Linked DNA regions of Sus scrofa: region 2 is linked to region 1. Evidence: chromatin contacts called from public Hi-C data. All regions are on one chromosome and are shown on one strand. Each heading gives the region's core, a stretch centred on a gene start, on an enhancer-like site or on the middle of the called end of the contact. The rest is flanking DNA. Distances are from core to core; before and after follow the strand shown. Region 1 holds the start of FAM84B (protein FAM84B). Region 2 overlaps LOC102165543 (a long non-coding RNA gene).

Region 1 (6,145 bases), core at 1,718-4,217:
GTGGCCTGTGGATGAACATGGTCAAGCAAGTTTCATTAGAAAAGAGACACAAAGGCCTATTCCCTCTTAGAACTAATAACGCAGCTGTAAGTGCCTACAACCTACAACAGTGGGCGAGGAAAACAAAGGCGACAGAACGGAAGCAAAAATGAATCCTTCCCTTAACGGGCCTGTGGCAAGGATTTACTTGTAACCTGGAAAGTGGCTGGCCTGCGATGCAGGAGGCCAACTTCAGAAGACAAACCGCTCAGGGATGGAAAGGGGGGAGGTAGCAAAGTCTTTGTTTTGCAGCCCAAGATTACTCAATCATTTGTTACACTTCACAGGGGGCTCCTTTGTTTCAGTCTGCTGTTCCTAGATGGGTCCTGGTTCCACCAGCCCTGCACCCCAGGAAAACCATAACATAAATCATCCCAACTTCCCAGTTCCCTCACACTGCTCCTAGGGGTTAGCACCACCACAAACTTGCTCTGGCCTTGGTACAGTGTATCCTCCAAGCCTAGGGTAGGAGGGGAAGCGGGCAGAAGGCAATGGCAGATACTGGTACTCAGAACTTTGCTCCACCCCTGCGTGCATAAGAAGGGGCGATTTTTGGACCCATGTCCGGCAGGTACTTAATATCTGGCAAGTCCAAAATGTGCCTCACCTCGGAAAGGAAGACAGATTGAACGGGCAGGCAAGAAGCCAAGAAGCGCCCCCAGCCAAAATGCTCCTACCTGCTCCCTCTTCCTCCTCCGTCCAAGATAACAAACTCAAGCCACAGCTGGCAGCGCTTTTCGCCAACTCTCCGTTTTCCAAATGGCCCAGGAGCCCAGTTGGGACCCAGAAGATGGTGGAGGAGGGAGGGAGAGAAGGGAGGGGGCAGCGGCTGCTGCAAAGGCTCCCTCACGCAGCTCCGCACTCAGCTCGCCTGTCAGTGCACCACCGCCTCTCGGTCCTCCTCCTCTTGGCCCGGCGCCTGGGGGCGCCCGGGAGGCGGCGTAGTCCGCGCGGCGTCGCTGTCGCCCTCGTCCGGCTCCGCGGGGTGCAGGTGCGTGGCCAGCTCCTGTAGCACCGCGGCGCGCCCTATCTGGTCGTTGCGCCGTTTCTCCATGATCAGGTCCTCCAGGCTCTGAAATTCGAGTGTGTGGCTGCGCTGCGCAGAGAGCTGGATCTGCAGCCGGTAAGGCTGCTTGCCAATGCGCAGCTCCCCACCGATCTTGAACTCACGCTTGCCGTAGCGGCACCAGGCGGCGAAGCTCTCAGAGTTGCGCCAGCTCAGCTCGCGCTCCTTGGCGCCCACGTGCGCCAGCGCGTTGCGCACCACAGCGCTGGGGCTCAGCGGCTTGTAGCGGTACAGATCATTCACCACGCGGCCGCGCCGGCCCTGGCTGGCGTCCGTCAGGAAGCTGTTGCTCACCTCCAGCCGGTGCAAGTGCACCACCTGGAAATTGCCCACGTAAACAGCCCAGTGCGGGTACTGCGCCTGCGACACAAACTCCACCAGGTCGCCAGGCCTGCACTTGTTGAGCAGGTTCTCTGGCGTGTAGGTGCTCAGGGCGGCGGAGCCTGGAGCGAAGCTTTTCTGGTAGATACACTCGTCGCGGTAGAACACGGAGCACTCCACCTCGTGCAGCCGTGGGTCATAGGGCTGTGGCGGGGGCAGGGGCGGCCCGTCCCCGCTGTCGGGCAAACCGCCGCCACCGCCATCCAGGCCCTGGGGCGGCGGCTGGGGCTCCACGTCCTCGTCGTCATTGGAGAAGATGTAGGAGACTCCGATTCGGGGCCCGTCATCCCGGTCCACTCCAGTCGGGTCGGCAGTGGGAACTTCCTTATAACTTAGGTGGGTCAGTTTCTCCACCTGGTTGCCCATCACGCCGTGGACACACGTTCACACCGCCGAAAGAGGAGAAAGCGAAACCACCACTAGGGTCATTGGCACAGGTCCCCGGACCGGGGCTGAGACCACCTGTTGGGAGAAGAAGGCAAGGTAGCCATGTAGGAGCCATTCGGTGAAATGGGCGATTTGTTCTTAAGAAGAAGAAAAAAGACTGAGGGCCAGGCACCTGGAGTCATTTTACTAGGCGTCTCAAATGTAGCGAGCTTTCCCTCAGTTTTCCACCTCCAGGGTCACAGTCAAAGGAAGCCTGGCAACTCCAGCTCTCCCCCTCCCCCAGCCCTTCACCTCGCCTGGGCAAAAGCCCATTGCATCAGCGACTCCTACCGCTTCCGCCAGCGCCCTAACCTGCCAAGCCCAAATAGGAGGGGGTAAGAAAAAGAAACTTTACTTCAATTCCCCTTTCCTACTCTCACTTTCACCCCAGGGGCCTAAATTAGCCCCTGAGACGCCCTCCCCGCCATCTAACCGTAGAGAGAAACCGGCGAGGAGCCGCCGCGAGGCTGGAGCAGGTGAGCGGCCCAACCTGGCTCACCTGCGGCGCTTTCTCCTCCCTCCTCGCCCGCCTCCCCCCCGCCGCGCGCCCGCCCTCTAGTTCGGGTTACCTGCGTGAACTCACCCGCGGAGAGGTGGAGGCCGAGGGGAATTGGGAGGGGTCCCCAGCCGCACCCTGAGACTTCTAGGACGAGTTTGCAGGTGTGGGCTCCGCAGTCTCTCCTCTCCAGGCGCAGGCGGCTGCGAGGCTGGGCAGGGGGGAGCGGCGCATGTCTTGCCCCCGCGTAAGACTTGAAGGGGGGGAGTGATGCCTCTTCACACGGCACCTTTTCCCTCCTGCTGGGGCTGTTTCTCCCCCTCAACCGGCTCCCGGGGAGGTGGGGCTCTCCAGAAGAAGAAGGAAGCAGTCTCGGTGCCCGGCGGCTGCAGCTCCCGGTCGGGCCGGGCGAGCAACAAGCGCCGAAGCGGGAGGGACGGGATTGTAGATCCGGCTCCCGGCTCCCAGGGCGGGAGCGCAGCCCCTGGCATTTAAAGAGACAGACGCTCGCTCCCGGAGCCCAGGTCTTTCCCGCACCGCGCGGAGCCTCGGGCATCCCCGCCCCCTTCCCCGCCCCGCCCACCCAGACCAGGGGGCTCCGCCCAGGCCACGCCTCCACTTCGGAGCGGGTTTAAATCCCGCTAGTAAATAACCAATGGGTTGGCTGGACTGGCAGTCTGCGCCCCTCTTGTTGTACGCATAGCCCCTGGGAGTCCTGCTTCCCCTCTTAAAGCAAGGCCTTGTGGGGCCCTCGCTGCTTGCTCAGGTTGTATTTTTCGGAGCTGTGAGCTTTAAAAAGAAGTTGTAAAGCAAACGCCACCTGCCAGTGTAGAAAGAAGAGAGGGATTAAGAGTTTGGTGTTTGTTCTGTTTCCCTTTGCCTGTTCTTTCCCAAAGTACCTGGAGAGGGAGGAACAGACATTAGGAAACAAAGAAACTTTTACTTCCTTCTTTTCTTTCCTAGAACCTATTTCTTGCCAAAGGTCACAGAAAAGAATTTTTTCCTAGGCAGACTGGAGAAGTGCTTCAGTTTAAAGGTGTTTACAAAATAAGTCCTGTGAAACTTTCAGGTAAGAAAAAAAAAATTCGCAGGAAGGAACTGTAGAAAACAGAACAAAGACCTAGTTAGTGACTTGCTTCCAAGACCAGGGCTCTCTTTATTAACTATTAACGTTGCTTGAAATTAGCTCAAAGTTGATTTCATAACCTCCATTGTTTTGAGAGTTCCCAGTTCAAAAGACAGTGAAAGAAAGCATTCGGCTCTGGTTGTTTTTCTTGGCGGTAGAGGATGTAGGAATTGCCTAATTGTCTTTAAATTCAGAGCATATTAGCAGAGGCCCTCGCTGGATATATTTCCTTCCTGCTGACTTACAGAAGGAAATGACAGGAGACTAGTATTGCCTATAACCTCCACTAAAAGAGGGCACTCCCTCTCTCTCCCCTCCATGCTGGTTTTGTTTATTTTACCTAAGATGGAAGCTCTACAAAAGTGGTTTTCTCGCTCTCTGTCTCTCCCTCTCTCTTTTTTTTTTTTTTTTTTTTGGTTTGCTTAAGAATGCAACTCAAGACCTCCTCTGCTCTGTTTTCCATCACTGTTTCTTTTGACTCAATTTTTCCAGGTAACACGATTATTTATTCAGTGGGTCTACTGACCAGTGGAAACAGGAATGTACTAATACTACTGCGATCCTTTTTAGTTTGAGGGGAAAAAAAAGAAATCAATCTACTTATATACTTTGGAGCCCAGCAATCAATATTGGCAGGGCTGTGATGGAAGTTAGTCCTTCAGCAAGTCTAAAATCTCAGTGTAAATTAGACCAAAAAGGGACTTCTGTGTGTCTGCTGTGTAGATTAAGTCTTTTCTGACCGGCCTCAGGCATGTGTGACCAGATGGGTCCCCCCTGAACTTTTTGATAACCCATGCTCTGGGGGCTGCTGTTTTACCTGAATGGTTTTTGCCACTACGAGGTAGGCTCATGTAGATGCCCATTTTACAGGGAGGGGTTAGGCTGAGAGAGGCAATGGCAAGTTATCCCACGTCTGTTAGCCTGGGGAACCTCTGCTACCCTCAGCTGTGGTGGGACACTTTGCCCCTAGGTGTGGGGTAGGTTGCCTAGTGATGGAAGAATCCACTGAAGCACACAGCAGTGTGATGGTTTGCTGCCAGCACTCTGGGGTAAAGATCTAATGATAGTTGTCCAGGTGTTGATCTTATTTCCTTGACGAGCTCTGACCAGGTACACACTAGTGGCTCAACAACAGTCCTTGAACTGACCAAGTATAAAGTCTCAGCAGGAACAAGCTCTGAGTCAACTTTATGGCCCAATGCCTGGCAATCAGTAAGTGCTCCATAAATGCTTAATGGATGCTTTAGGGGAATTCTTGGCCATCCCTATAGCCTGCCTCCTGTGTAGCTTCTTCCATTAATTCCTGTTTCGGACCCAACCTCCCTCTGCTCCCCTAGGGCTCTTGGTTAGGGGTTACAGAATGGCTCCCAAACTTGCTTTGTTCATCTGAAACACTTGTTTTATGAACTGAAACTGTCAACAAGTTGGAGACTTGGGAAATCTCATAAAAATTCAGATTTCCATGGGAATTCCCATTGTGGCTCAGCAGAAATGAACCTGATTAGGATCCATGAGGATATATGTTCAATCCCTGTCCTTGCTCAGTGGGTTAAGGATCCAGCATTGCCGTGAGCTGTGGTGTAGGTCGCAGACATGGCTTGGATCTGGCATGCCTGTGGCTGTGGCTGTGTCTGTGGCGGGCAGTTGCAGCCCTTATTCAACCCCTAGCCTGGGAACTTCCATATGCCACAGGTGCGGCCCCCCCCAAAAAAAACCACACACACAGACTTCTAGCTTCACTTGAAAGTGCTAATGACATGAGACCATTGGGCCCACAGTCCAGGATGGCAACAAAAAGCTAGCGCTGAGCCTTCATTGCCTTGGAGATGAGATATAGCTTCCAGTTGGCCCCAACCTCTGTCCTACCTACCTGACCTATGTGGATCCTTGAATAACCCTGGGAGCCTCTGAGTTGGCTACCCCTGCCATCCAATTTCTGCACTACACATCATATCACTTGATTTATGTCATTCAGCACCTGATCATATAGCATCCGGTATTATTCTTTAATTCATGTTTTTTCTACAGAAAACTTAATTCGAAATATATTTCTCGAAGACCTACCTGATACCTGTTATTCTTATACACTGCCCATTTCTTCTACAAGTACAACAGGTATTGTGTTAAGGTTTTGCCTTAGGACAGTATGACATGTCTTGCAGGAAGGCTACATAGAGGATGCTGTAAGAGGAAGTTTCAAGATGTATGGATACAGAAGTGAATATTAAAGTGCCTGCCATCAGGGGCTTGGACTAGTGGGGGTGGGAGGGACACAACTCTAAAATTAACAATGACAACTACCATTGACTGAGCTCTTGATTCTATTATAAAGGTCAGTTAAGTTTAGAGAGGCCGAGTGACTTTTTCTAGTTGGTAGGTGGGATCATTGCACAGGTCCACTTGACTTCAAGGCCTGTGCTCATAACCACTTTGTTTTAAATAGAGACAAATACATTCTTCAATGCTTGACAAATATTTGAGTTTCTGGTTGTGCTGCGCTCTAGAGATAAAGCCACAGACTCAGTAGACAAAGTCCTTTCTCTTAATGGGTCTTATATGTTGATAGGAGGAGACAATGACAAGTTTAAGTAAATGAATAATAATTTTTGAG
Region 2 (6,145 bases), core at 1,568-4,067, 55 kb before region 1:
CAGACAATTATTTTTTTTCCTTAGGGAGAAGTAAGCAAAAGGATCAGAGGGAGGGGCAGACATCCCCTTTCTGATACTTCATTGAGGGGTACAACTCATATCACAGGAGCCCCAGAAATGTGGGGAGGACACAATAGTTTTAGTGATGGATACTATTTCAGAAACTTAAAGTTGCTTTAAGTGCTTTTTTTAATCAAAGAAGCATGCTATTTTTTTTCTTGAACTGTGACTCGAATCGAAAGTATTTTTTGTTTGTTTTTTCTACAAATACGCATACTGGAACAGTTTCAAAGTGTGACCAAATCAATGCATTATCTAAAGTAACTCAACTAGAACAAACCAGAACAACAAAATATCCTTCGAGCTGAACTTAATATTTTGTTCCCTTCAAGCCTCAGTAGATCCTGAGACTAAAGATTTCTGAAGTGTTGATCCTCTGCTCCACAACGCCGTGTCTCCCTAACTTACATCCTGTGTCCCACTTGGCTCCAGCCACTCTCAGTTCCCCAAAGATCTTCAAATGCTTCACACTTCCAAGTCTCAGATCATACAACCCCTTCTGTTTAGACTGCCCTTCCTTCTCTCTCCCTTCCTATCTACTTGGCAAGAACCACTCATCTTTCAAAATTCAACTTAAGGATCACTTCCATTCATGCATACATTCACGCATTTATTTAACTAACTTTAATTGAAGATTTACCATATGCCAGGACTCATACTGGTGATTGGCAATTCCCAAAAGTGAATAATACATGGTTTCTGTTTTTAAAATGCTTACAATCTAGTCAAAAGCCAAGCAATAGGCACTTATAATGTAGTGAGCATAAACAGGCAAGCAAGCATTCAGGGCATATCAGAACACAAAAGGGGCACTCTTAACTCAATGTAACAGGCCACATAAGGCTCCCTGGAAAGCTGATGCTTGACACAGCTGGAGAGATGCAGAGAGTGAGGACTGGGATTGGGGGAAGCAGCAACAATGAAGCCAACTATCATTATCCCCAATTTAGGGATGAAGAAACTGAGGCAGAGAATGGTTAAGGACATTTCCCAAGGTGCACAGTTATCAGTTAACAGAGCTGATATTTGAAGTTCCCATCATGGCACAGCAGAAATGAATCCGAGGGGCCAGGTTTCGGGTTCGATCCCTGGCCTCGCTCAGTGGGTTAAGGATCCGGCATTGCCATGAGCTGTGGCATAGGTCGCAAATGCAGCTCGGATCTGGTGTTGCTGTGGCTCTGGCGTAGGCCAGCAGCAACAGCTCCGATTTGACCCCTAGCCTGGAAACCTCCATATGCCGTGGGTGCGGCCCTAAAAAGACAAAAGACAAAAAAAAAAAAGAGCTGACATTTGATCTCAATGCACACTACCTCCAAAACAAGTCTTAATTATTAACTGGAATTGTCTTTCATTTGCCACAGGAATCTAGACAAGGAGGTGATTCTGGTGGAATTTTGACAAAATAGGAGGAAAAAGCTGAATGGGATAGGCATGGAAAGTGAAATCCAAGGTGAAGTCAAGTACGAAGGATGGAGGGGATGACAGAAGGCACAGGGGCTGAGGTGGGGAAGGGGACAAACTGGTGTTCAAGACATGCAATAAAGCAGATCTCTGCTACTAAGTCATTGTAGAGAATCTATATCAATGCTACATGTTGGTTCAGCACTAGTAATTTCAAAGTCAAACAAAGCTAGGTTTAAATCCTGTCTCTGACAGTTATTAGAATTTTGCCTTTGGACAATGCACTTAACCTTTTTGAGTCTCCATTTTTACATCTGTATAATAGGGATAGCAATGTCTACCTTATGGGGCTGTGATGAGGATTAAATAAAGTGTGCAAAAGCACCGAGCAGAGTTACTGGGACATAACAACAGAGTTAATGTGAATGTGCTAAATTCACATTACTTCTACATGTGCTAAATTCATATTACTTCTGCTTCCCCTTGGCATCCTTTAGGTTATTCCTGCCTTGCTGAGGAGATATGCCTGGGTCCATCCACTTTCTCTGCCATGGAATGTATGAGTGAGTCCCATTCTGATACAAGTGAGGCCCTGGCAACAACTCTGCCAGGCACTAACTGGGCACAGAGACTCAGGGCACCAAGCAGAGCTTGTTAGAGTGAAAATGGAAAAAAACACAATCATCTTTAAGAAATGTACAGAGGGAGTTCCCTTCATGGCTCGGCAGTTAATGAACCACTAGGATCCAGGGATGTAGGTTCAATCCCTGGCCTCACTCAGTGGGTTGAAGATCTGGCATTGCCATGAACGGTGGTGTAGATCACACACTTGGCTCGAATCCCCAGTTGCTGTGGCTGTGGTGTAGGCCTGCAGCTGTAGCTCAGACTGGACCCCAGCCTGGGAAATTCCATATGTTGTGGGTGTAGCCCTGAAAAAAAAAAAGTGAATGACCAGGGAGCCAGGAACCACCCATCCCCTGCAGGAAGGAACCGTTAATTGCATCATTAATAATACTTAGCATTGTCCACATGCTTTTCCAAGCTAATTAATTCTGCTCCAAATCCTGGAAAACAAATGACTGGGTGTGCTGGAGACAAGCTTCCGTTTCTGAGTAGAGAAGCATGACCTCAGTAGTGACTAGGGAAAGGAAAAAGCTGCATTACCACTTTCCAGGGTCAAGTAACACAGGGCAGAGAAAGGACCTTGAGTCCTGGTGGGAATCTTTCCTCTACCTACAAGACCCTCTTCAAACAAGAATAATCACCCAAAGGTATAAAGATAAAACAAGGCTAATCCAGCCCTGGGATAAAGGACACATTGTCCAGAAATGGCAGATGTTTTTAAACTGGCACCATGGCCTGGAGGTAAAAGTTCAACCTCCTCTTTCCCAGAACACAGGCTCAAGCTCACATATCACAGGACAAAGCATGTAGTTAGTTAGTTGGTCAGCTCTGTTGCCCTTTAACTCAATGTATACTTACTTTACAGGCCACAATCTGGGTGTACCAAGAACCCGATTTGGTTCCCTCCCATCACATGAGTGCCGAATCCAGCATGAGAGACAGAAGAGGCAGCTAAAAAGAGAAAAAGTTACAATAGAAAGAGAATAACTCAGGTTAAGGAAGAATGAAGAGCCTGTGGCCATGTGAGAGGTACAGAAAAGACTCCTGGAAGAGAATACATTTGGGCTGTTTGGGAAGATGATTAAGGGACAACAAAATGAAGACATGGAAAGATTGGTCAAGTAAGGACTAGCTCTGAAGATATTTAGAATCAAGAGAAGGCAAAGCATATTTAGGGACTTTAATCATGTACCTGTGGGACTTGGGGAACTGCAATTAAACAGTGACTCATATCACCACAAAGTGAAGGCTAGTGGAGAGACATTTAAACAGACAGATGTGCATAACATGCACAACAGGAGGGTCCAGAGGAAGGAAAAGGGATTAAAGGAGGAGAGAGACTGATTTTGCCTTTCAGGAAGGATCTAATTAGTGGTAGGCTAACAGCTGAAGGTCCTGGCTTGATGAAACCAGAAGAAGAATTTCTCAAGCATGTTCTTGCAGGAAGCTCCTACCTCATGAGATTCTGACTGAGTAGGTTTTGGTTGGCCCCCAAGAAATCACAATTCTTGCAAACATCCTAAGTGACTCAGATATAGGACATCTACAGACCTCACTCTGGGTGGTATGGTACCCAGGCTGGCTTCACATGCACTCTGACTCTAGTCTGTTCTGTTTACGAAGAAATCCCAGAAGCAACAGTGCCCACCATGAGATGGGTCTGGTGTTGCAGAGGAAGTTTTCTTATATTCTCCCAGCATCCCACTTTTTCAAGTACAGAAAATCTCCTGAAACATACATTTGTGAAGATCTTGACCCTCATAACAAGATCCTTGAGGGAAGGGATGCATCTTATTTGAAGGCACATCTCAGCTCCTAGCAGAGACTTTCTGGGCAGATAACAATTAATAGAATTGATCTCCATTTCTGTTTTAAAAAATGCCCTGTGCAAATGTTAGCAGCCATCATGGTTATTTGTATGAATATAACCTGCCTAGGTGATACACTTCCCTAATTTCTTTCTTAAAATGTAGGAATCTGAACTCTAGCTATTCCGGGATCACAGTTGGTACAGAGACCAATGATTGTGTCTGCAGTGTTATGTTGTCTGTGTGGGGTCTGCATGGTCACCATAAATTACACTGGACATGAAAAAACTCAGGTGTGTGACTTTGCCACTCACTAGCTATAGAACTGTGAGAAAATGATCTACTGTCTCCATAGTTTAATTTTTTTTCTTTAATAGTGAGGGAATCAGATAATTTATTCATTGGTTCACCATTCAGTAAATAAGTACACACATAGACCACATGCATTATCCTAATTGCAGAGTCCATGGTCAGTGAGACATACTTTATCTCTGTCCTGATGACATAGCGATGAATAATACGACCACCCACTCTCTATACAATCACCCTTAGCCAAAATTTAGAAGCATCTTGGAACTACTGTCCTTCTGCACCCTCCTACTGATTACTAAATCAAGATAATTCTATTGCCTAAATTCTATTACCATGTAATCAATTCCCTCTTGTTCATCCATATTGCTGCAGAGGTAGTTCAACCACCTTCTATATGGTCCCTTATGATCCATTACGGTTCATACTCTTCCACAGCCCCCACTAAGCTTTCCCAAATATAAGTCTGACTCCATTACTACTCTATTTACATGCCCTTCCGATGCTCTGGAGTCACTGGATAACAGTAATGATCACTAATAACAACCACTTCCTATTTATCAGGCGTTGTTCTAAAGGGCTTTGCATACTTTAACTCGATAACTCACAGCAACCATGTAAGGTAGGTGCCATTATTGTCCCCATTTGTGCTGGTTTGTCTGGTAGCTGTCAGTTTTCTTCCTGCCCTCCTCTGTCTTCCTTTATACTGCAGAGCATATAGAAGCCTACAAACTACATTTCCTAGGCTCACTGGTCAGCTGCCTTCTGGTTGGGTTCTGTGCCAATGGAAGGAGAGACTAGAATGCTGGAGAAAGGGAAAAGTTTGTTCTTGCATTGTTTTGATTTTCTCCCTCTGTTTCCCCAAGTGGTAGCAGCATTAATGGGAGCTTAGCTTCTAATCCACACAGCTACAGGGACCTCCTGATCAATAGCAGCAATAGCGCCTCCTGCAGACAAGCAATAGGTGCAGGCTGGGCTCCTGCCAAAGGCTGGTTAGCACTTTGTCACTTCTGATTGATTCTCTTCTCCCATTTACTCCTCTCCCTCTTCCAAAAGATTGTAATTAATTCCCTGCATTAAATCCCTCTCTACTGATATTATCTGTAGTGTATTCTATTTTTTTGAACTGGACACTGGTGCATACTCCATTTAACACATGAGGAAACTGAGGCACAGAGAGGTTAACTAACCTGTCCCAATTAAATGGCTAGGAAATACCAGAAAACACAGATAAAAGAAAAGAAGATACTAAATTAAGTCAAAGTTCCTTAAGAATATCAAAGCCCTTCATAATTGTTTCCCTTTCTTTATCCACATCTGGAAGACCAGTTGGAGAGTGACACCTAGTAGGGGATTGGGCTTTGTTGTTTGTTGTTGCTGAATGAATGAATAAATGAATGAATGCATGCATGCCAAATGCACTATACTATGTAAAACCCCAGCACAATATGTGACTACAAATGTTTGATGGGCCAGTGAGGGAATACATAATAAACAAATGAATACACTCCAAACACAGAGCAAATCAACCTAAGAAGCAATTCTCTCCCTCTATATCCTCTCCTTTTAACCTCAGTAGCAGAGCCTAGCTGCATCCAAGACACAAAATGTTCACATTCCTTATATAGAGTAAGCATACAGAAAGTGCACACTTGTTAACTGAATGAATGAATCAGGCAAGCAAAACTATGATCCATCAAGCCATGGCTCAATAATGTTAAAAATTCTAGTTTATCAAAATATAAACTTTTCCAGGAGTATAGCAGACACACAAAAAAAATTCATTTTCCTTAAAACAAAGCCTGCAAATAATTAGACAGTAATGTCTGTAACTTTAAAAAAAAAAAAAAAAGTTAATCTCAGGGGACATCCTGCATGAAAAAGGAAAAAACAATGAGTCATGGATTCTTAACCTTCAATTTATAACCTGGATCCACAAATGA

What was found. A called contact is a pair of places that touch in the nucleus more often than the background predicts.
Region 2: a contact with region 1 is called in a Hi-C map of subcutaneous adipose tissue, with 1.7 times the contacts expected there. The contact joins the enhancer-like site here to the promoter of FAM84B in region 1. A contact is called at or near these places in 5 of 47 Hi-C or Micro-C datasets (fibroblasts, heart right ventricle, liver and 2 more) and 1 of 2 datasets of contacts at active chromatin or transcription factors (skeletal muscle).

The regions. Positions count from the first base shown.
Region 1 is chr4:13,442,105-13,448,249 of Sscrofa11.1, reverse strand. FAM84B (protein FAM84B) reads right to left here and starts at 2,967. Exons shown (of 2, transcript XM_005662850.3): 1 at 2,496-2,967; 2 at 1-1,948. The coding sequence starts at 1,852. The coding sequence ends at 914.
Region 2 is chr4:13,496,858-13,503,002 of Sscrofa11.1, reverse strand. All of the region lies in intron 1 of LOC102165543 (a long non-coding RNA gene), which reads right to left. Among named protein-coding and RNA genes, the nearest start is that of FAM84B, 55 kb to the right of the region's middle. Within about 2 kb of position 2,817, at least 4 of the 83 cell types and tissues checked have an H3K27ac peak or open chromatin away from gene starts, as enhancers often do. A contact at or near this core is called in subcutaneous adipose tissue, where this site is marked.